Regions from separate parts of the Mus musculus genome. Here regions 2 and 3 are each linked to region 1. The links are chromatin contacts, called in public Hi-C and promoter capture Hi-C maps. All regions are on one chromosome and are shown on one strand. The core of a region is the stretch at or near the end of the contact, and the rest is flanking DNA. Distances in the headings are between cores, read along the strand shown.

Region 1 (2,528 bases), core at 9-2,508:
AACCCAGCACTAAAAGCTCGTTTAAGTCAGATGAGTACCAGTATCCACTCTACTCCTGCTTGGAAGTGCTAGGATGTGGGAAGTGTATTTGCTGGCCATGGAGAGAGGGAATGGCTGGGGGGTGGGCGTGGGCGGGCGTGCATTTAGCTCTGCGCTAACCTACTGGATACATCTGAGCTCCGTGCTGCAGGGTCTGGCCAGGTGTGGTGGTACAGACCTGACCTACAATGGGAGGTACACCGAGACTCCATCTGACAAACAATAACCTAAAAGTAAAATACATTTAAATTCATAGAAATAGGTACTGCTGGGGGTGTCTGTGGTCACAGCACTAGGGAGGTAGAAGCAGGAAGATCAGAACTTTAAAATCATTCTCGGCTATGTAGGGCACAAAGGTAAAGTCTCACTGTTTAGACCAGGCCAATCTTAACTCACAGAGATCTGCGTGCTTCTGTTTCCCAAGTGCTAAGAATAAAGGCATGAGCCACCATGTCTGGCCCAAATAAATGTATCTTTTAAATATATATGTATCCAGGGAGGGGGAGGCAAAGTGTCCTTGTAATCTGTGAATCATTAACTTTTTATGGTGAGAAAAATGTGTTTTGAATTAACCAGGGGGTCTCGGTTTAGATGACGCCAACATGTGGGGGTGCTGGATCCAAACTCAGGTGGGGAATTTGGGTTGGTCTCAAAGGCAGTGGGGTTCAAGAGGATAGGTCCAAGTCGGGCAGCGGCACCACCCTGGGGCGGTTGGAGTTGGAGGGCCGGAAAGTGTTCAGTTACAACCTGGGGATGCATAGCGGGACAGGGTCCTAAGAAGCTGCGATTGGAGCATGGTGTCACTGGGAAGGGGAAGCAGAACTTTGGGGATCTGGGAGGGGGTGGTGTTGCCAAAGACTGAGTCTGGGAGGTTACCGACCCCTGGTGGCGCCGGAGGGAACCGTACCTCACCAGGCCTTCTCCAGGCGTCGGTCGCGCGGGAACCGTGGGGAACTACAGGGAAGGCGTGGACGCCCCTAGGTCTTGCGCGCGCACTTGCTGCTCTAGGAGACAAGGCACGCTCAGAATCAGCATTCGTATCCACATCTGGACCGCCCTAGCCAGCGGCGGAATCCCACCCGGCCAAATGAATTCTAGGGGTGGCCCCCTGCGCCTCCGCCTGCAGCTGCCTTTGCCTTATAAGGCGGGGCCGGGCGGCGCCGGGGGAGTGGCTGTGGCCGCCCCTGCCCCTCCCGGCCCCGGCCAGCTGCTGGGACCCCGCTAGCCAGCGCAGCGCAACGCAGCCGCAGCGGAGCGGAGGAGCGCACACAGCAGGCCATGGGCAAATCAGGTGAGCCACCCATACGGCCCTCCGGGGAGCGGGGATGACGCCTAGACCCTCGCCGTCACCCTGCCCCATCTGGAGCATGATCCCCTGGGAGCCCCTGGAAAGTCCCTGTCACTCTCGCTGCAATGCGGGATCCCTGGGTGCGGGATGGAGAGCGCGCATAGCAAAGTTCCGAGGAGCGGCTGTTTCTGGTTCAACCAGGGGGTGGGGTGGGTGGCGCGGAGGTAGCGGTAAGAACACCGGCTAGGAGAGAAAGAATGAGGGGAATGAGATGGAGGGTCCCTTTGGCTGCGAGCCAGGGATTGCGTCAGCGAGGGTTTCTAAGCGCTGATGGGGATAGCTGAGCCTGCCTAGGCGTGGCTATGCTTTGTCCAGAGGAAGACAAAGTTACAGTGGGAAAAAGACACCAAACCGTGGCAGCATCCCAGGCTGCGAAGCAACTAGTCTGGTTCCACCCAACTAAAGGCAGCTCTGAGACTCCTTTTCGTCTCCTTCTCGCTCACCTCCTGAGGCCCCTCCGTGCCAGGCTGGGTGCTGTGCAGAGCTACTTCCCCTGTGATCTCTGCCCTGCTGCCGCCCACCCTCACTCCTGTGGCTGTAAAGTTTACGTTTCTGAAAAGCCGTTTTCCTGTCGCTCCTTGTTTTTGTCACCTTCCACCCCATTGTCGGCTCTCTGGCCACTGACAGCACCCCCTCTGCCACACAGCTGCGCTGGCTGGCAGGCAGGCACTCAGGTCCTTTCCCCTCCGTGTCCCGGTCCAGTCTTCACTACTCCCATCATCCAGCCTGAAACCCTTCCCATCCTTCTGTGTTCAACTCCTGTGATAGCAGGGGGTCCCATCCATAATCTCTCCCTCCTCCTTCAGAGGGACAGCCCACACCCTGTGTCATTTGTTGTCACTCCTGCATAGATAAGGGACAGGTGGGCAATAGATCTTCTTGCCTCAGTTTCCTCCCTCGTGGGCATCAAGGCTTCCTATTTATTAGAATATCATCCGTGCCTCATGGGAGGCTCTAAAGCAGAGGCTCTCGACTTTGCTGATGCTACAACCCTTTAATTCAGTCCCTCACCTTCTGGCGACCCGCCTTCCACCATAAAATTACATTGTTGCTACTTCATAACTGTAATTTTGATATTATGATTCGGAATATAAATACTATATGATGTGTGGCCCCCCGGGGGGGGCAGTCACCAACCCCA
Region 2 (2,528 bases), core at 19-2,518, 100 kb after region 1:
AAAAATCAAAGGCAGAAAACGTCAAGGTACCCTAACCTCACATTGGAAAAGAATATATAAGGAACTAGGTTTACATACTTTCTAGCTGGTACAGAAATGACATCATATTATACAATGTTATAGCTTACTCCCAACCTATACGCCTGTGTACACATGTGCACGCCTGTGTACATGTGGAGGTCAGGGGGCAACACTGGCTGTCTTCTTCAACTGTACTCCACCTTCCTCCTGAGACAGTCTCTCCTACCAAATCAGAAGCTTACCAATTAAGCAGGATGGCCAGGACAAGGGTGCAGCACCACAGCTGGCTTTTTTATGTGCGTTCTTAGGGATCCGACTCAGGTCTTCATGCTTGTAAGCCAAACCTCTGACCCAGTGAGCCATCTCCTTGTCCTTTTTCCCATTTGTTGACAAAGTAAGAGCTGTGCCCACGGACAGGTATGGTATCTATCATGTGTGTGCAATCCTAGCACTAAGGAAGTAGATGCAGGAGGGAAAAAAAGATGTTGATGGTGGGGGAGGGCTGGAGAGATGGCACAGCAGTTAAGAGCTCTGACAGCTCTTCCAGATGTCCTGAGTTCAATTCCCAGCAACCACACAGTGGCTCACAACCATCTGTAATGGGATCTGATGCCCATTTCTGGTGTGTCTGAAGATAATGACAGTGTAGTCATATATATTAAAATAATTAATTAATTAAGGAAAGAAAAGAAAAACAAACAGACAAAACCAGCAGAAGGCCATCGGGTTAAGTGTTCATGTCTGCTGACCCGAGTTCAACCCCTAGGTCACACTGTGGAAGAACACACTGACTTAGGGCTGTCCTTAGACTCTATATATGCACATCATGATTTAAACACATACACATGTGCAAATGCACACACAATAATAAAATTAATTTTTAAGAACTACCCGTATGAATATCATTTACTAAAATACTAAAGTATTTAAAATACCTAAGGAGTAAAAGCACTCCATGTACAACATTTTAAAATTCAATCCAGCATGTCTACTTTATAGATAAACTTGGAGGTAAATATACAATGCAAGGCAAGAACTATGCCGCAAAAGTCTTAGCTCTCTGGCTGCTAATAGAATACTGTGTCCATGTGTTTCCAGAGAGATTGAAATATGCCCAATACTTTGTGGCAAAACAACCATTAACCTGAATAAAGTTTGAATACATACCTAGCCACATCCGAATGATGCTCATATAGTCTTTGTTCTTGGCGGAGAGCAGTTTGTCATAGGAAGGGCAGCCTGCCAACAGGATGCGGTCGTGGTCCTCGCACATAGAGATCAGGTGCTGCTCTGCACTTCTAGTGCAGCACACATGGTAGTGAGCCAGTTTTGTTATGGCGTGTCTGATAGAGTCATCAATGGTCCCGCTGACCTCGCCTCCTTCAATGTGAAGGATGCGGATGTTCATCAAGGCAGCAGACGTAGCCAGAGCAAGGGCGTCAAATCGGTCTCCGTGAACAATCATGATGTCGGGCTTCAGGCGATTGAGGACGTCCGGTAGCTTCACGAGCGCTAGGCCTACCGACTCTACCATGGCCGCTTCATCTTCCCCTCTAACAATCGTGTGGAGCCTGGTGTTAATGTCAAAGTCATCTTGCTCAATCATGCGGTATGTGTTTCTAAACAGGAGCAACAAGACGGGACACCGTGTTCTTATATAAGAAGGCAACAATGCTAGCCCTGAAGTGAGATACTTGCTTACTTTTTTCTTGCTAAAACAAGTAATTACTTTGAAGTATAAGCTGTAAATAGTGAGCAAAGACCATAACTGCATTTATTCAGGATTCACATTGTCACATAAAAAGCCAGTGGCTGTCGCTCGGATCAAGAGAAAGCCTTCCCTGGAACGCTCAGCTGTGTGGCTCCGGGGCAGCACCAGGAGGGGGGAATTTTCTTTGAGGGCAGAACAAAGTTTGACTTTTAATAATGGTCAGGCCTTTTACTTTTTTATTACTCATCTGCTTTTTTTTTCCAAGAATCAATTGGCATTTTAATAGGGGGGAAAGTTTCCAAAACACAGGGTTTTTGTTTTGTTTTGTTTTTTAACAATTAATTAATTAATAAAACAAGAAGCAGGGTACCAGGATGCCTGGCATGGCAGTATACTATACATTTCTTTTAACTTTTAAAATGATTTCTTTAGTTAGTATGCAAGAAAACAATGGGGTCATCATGACACTTTACACACAACATCATTATACTGTGTTCTTACGCTCGCTCCCCCCGCCCCCACTCCTTCGTAGTCCCTTCTGCTTTCACATCACACGGAGTCTACGGCCCTCTCCTGTCCCCTCTCTTCGGCCTACTGTCTACTCTCATATCTGTGCATATAACAAATACATACTTATATATTAATTCAAATCTATGTTCTATATGAGAAAGCAAACAGGCCACCTGTCTTTCCAAACCTGGCTTATTTTACTCTATGTAATTCTCGACAGTTCCCTCCATTTTACTGAGTCATAACTTCATTTTTTTTTAAAGATTTATTTATTTATTTATTTATT
Region 3 (2,528 bases), core at 17-2,516, 82 kb before region 1:
ACGCCCGGCTTGTCCTCAGTGTTTTTAATAAAGAAAGTCTGTTGTTTTGAAGAAGCACAAAGTAGTAGGGGCAGAGTGGGAAATACGTTCAGCCAGTTAGCCCCATGGCCTGAGTTCAGATATCTCAATTATTCACTGGGTCAAGCACTGTCTGAGACATTCTAAATACAATATGAGACTGGGTTCCTGTGCGCTTGATCAGGAAATCAGGGCCAGCCTTGGCTTCATTGTAAACTCAAGGTCAGCCTGAGCTGTATGAGATCCTGTCTTCAAAATAAGTAAATAAACACAATACGTTCATTAATCTTATCAAGAAGGCCAGCATGAGGGTTGGGGTGGGGGGGAGGCTCAGAAGTAAAAATGTCCTCACCCACAGACACGGGGCTAGTCGGGAGTAGTGTACAATCTGGACTCGAGGAGGGTGTCAAGACTTTGTTCTTTTCATTACAGTCATAGTTACCATCTGTCGCAGGAGAAAGCTGCTGTTAGTGACCTGAATAGAGGAATCTGGAAATAAGCAATTGGCTTCACTTCTGAACAGCAAGTCTCTAAACTGGACGAGCTATCTGTTCAAGGGCCAGGTAGCCAGGAAAAAGGGGGGGGTGGGGGGTGGGGGGCGTTTCTCCACAATGAATTCGCTTTGATTCCTAGGTCCTCTGGAACATTCTCCGGAGTAGCTGCTCAAAGATTCATCTCCAAATCCTCTCGAACCAATTCTGAATTTCAAGGCTCTCTAAGTCTAGTCATACAGGCTGCCCTGACCCTTTCTCTGAGTGCAATAGGTATTAACAGCGAAGCCAGCCTGTGAATCCGTGCCCTCAGCAGAGCCCTTTGGCTTTGAGGGGAGGCCAGGTAACACGCCTTCTTTAGGTCGAGGCAGCCTTTGGACAGGATAGTAAGAGTGTTCTGGAGGATTCAACTAGGGGTGCACGCCCTACAGTTCAGCTTTGACTTAGCCCTTGCAAATCAGACGGACCTGCAGAGTGATCTCGGCAGGCCAGTCGCCCCTGAGCTGCGGGCTCCCCACCCCCTATGTGCCCCGACACGGGACAGAGGCATTCCACAGGGGTCTCCAGCCTCTGACTTCCCGTTTGAAGACCGCAGCCCGGGAGCCCGAGTCCGAAGGCGACACACAGCTGGCCCATAACAAAGAGCCAGGGTCCAGGGCGCGCTGCCGCCCCCCGGGAGGTTTTGAAAACTCTGAGCGGCCGGGGCGGGGCTTCAGCGAGCCGCAGCCAATCACCAGAGAGCCAAGGCGCCGGGGGCGGGGCCTGGTGCCAGGGGTTGCTACGGCCAGGCTGGGTCCGAGCATCCCGCGGCTTCGGACCCACCCGGCCCGGACATGGCGAGCGTCCGGGCCTCCCCGCGCAGCGCGCTGCTACTTCTGCTGGCCGCGGCGGGGGTCGCGGAGGTGACGGGGGGCCTGGCCCCGGGCAGCGCGGGTGAGTAGCCGCGGGAGCCACGATCGGGGCGGTCCTGAGGAGTGCCTCAGCGCTCCAAGATGGCGCGGAGCCGGGGGCGGGGTGCGCGTGCCCCCAGACCCGCGGGCGGCGGTCAGGAACGCCGGGCTGGAGCCCGACCCGGAGGCCGCTCTCCGCCCTCGTCTTCTTCTCCCTGAAGATCTTGCGAACCCTGGGGTGGTGACTGGGGTTCGAGGCCTTGTTCTGTCACCTCCCAGACAGGGGCCCCTTGCCCTGCCGGACCCTGGTCCCTGGCCAGGGTCCCTGTCAGAAAACAGGGAGGTGCCTGGGCTCCGGATAGCACCGCTGGGCGGAAGGGATACGTAGGTGCAGCTCCCCTGCTGCTGCCCAGTCAGTTGTTGTCACTTGTTAATTTGACTGACTTGGCCTGAGTGGCGGTGAACTTTGATAGGGTCCACAAGGTTGCCTGGCGGGTGCACCGTGGGTCTGAGACCCGGCTGGGGGATGGGGTAAGGTGGGGTGGGGGTTGACTACACATCGATAAATCACCCCGTGGCGGCTTGGCTTCGGGAGAGAGGTGTGTTCTAGGGCTCTGTTAAAGCAGTTGCACCAGAGATGGATGGAAAGCTTGACCGCTTAGGATTGTCCTTCCTGCGCTTGCTCAGCGTTCGGATGTGACACGAACTCGTGCTTCCCGGGACACCTCAGGCTGATAGGTGGTGGAAGACAGGAGCGCTAAGCAGTTTGAATTCAGGCAGACAGGTTCAGAGGAGAGATGCGGGTGGGGCTGCATGTGCACAGAGGAACGTTGACATTCACCTAGAAGATGAGAAAAACCGAGTGTCTACCTATACTAGCCATCGAAAGATGAATGGAATTTTTATAACAAAAGTAACGGAGGAGTGTGTTGCTTACAGGGAGAGGCACTCAGGGGAAAAACATACCCAGTCTCAAGGAAGTTTTCAAGAAAGCCTGAGAAGTTAAAATTAAGGAGTTTTGGTTGATGCTTTATTTATTTATTTATTTATTTATTTTAAAGGAAGGCATTTGAAGAAGATTGTGACAGGAACCTGGGATTAGTTAATTATTTGAATTCTAAATTTAACT

The links. Hi-C and Micro-C count contacts between places; a contact is called where the count stands out from the background. Capture Hi-C pulls out chosen DNA fragments and counts their contacts.
Region 2: a Hi-C map of CD4 T cells shows a contact between it and region 1, with 4 times the contacts expected there. The contact joins the enhancer-like site here to the promoter of Glipr2 in region 1. A contact is called at or near these places in 2 of 484 Hi-C or Micro-C datasets (CD4 T cells and nephron progenitors), 1 of 115 datasets of contacts at active chromatin or transcription factors (embryonic stem cells) and 3 of 9 other capture datasets (adipose tissue, liver and pancreatic islet).
Region 3: a contact with region 1 is called in a promoter capture Hi-C map of pancreatic islet. The contact joins the promoter of Reck here to the promoter of Glipr2 in region 1. A contact is called at or near these places in 2 of 484 Hi-C or Micro-C datasets (embryonic stem cells and nephron progenitors), 4 of 115 datasets of contacts at active chromatin or transcription factors (embryonic stem cells and memory CD8 T cells) and 2 of 9 other capture datasets (adipose tissue and pancreatic islet).

The regions. Positions count from the first base shown.
Region 1 is chr4:43,956,444-43,958,971 of GRCm38.p6, forward strand. Glipr2 (GLI pathogenesis-related 2) reads left to right here and starts at 1,259. Exons shown (of 5, transcript NM_027450.3): 1 at 1,259-1,330. The coding sequence starts at 1,318. Gm30377 (a long non-coding RNA gene) reads right to left here. Exons shown (of 4, transcript XR_881223.2): 2 at 947-1,043.
Region 2 is chr4:44,058,588-44,061,115 of GRCm38.p6, forward strand. It overlaps Gne (glucosamine (UDP-N-acetyl)-2-epimerase/N-acetylmannosamine kinase), which reads right to left. Exons shown (of 12, transcript NM_001190414.2): 3 at 1,189-1,640. Among named protein-coding and RNA genes, the nearest start is that of Gne, 13 kb to the right of the region's middle. Within about 2 kb of position 1,269, at least 10 of the 459 cell types and tissues checked have an H3K27ac peak or open chromatin away from gene starts, as enhancers often do.
Region 3 is chr4:43,874,264-43,876,791 of GRCm38.p6, forward strand. Reck (reversion-inducing-cysteine-rich protein with kazal motifs) reads left to right here and starts at 1,267. Exons shown (of 21, transcript NM_016678.2): 1 at 1,267-1,442. The coding sequence starts at 1,343.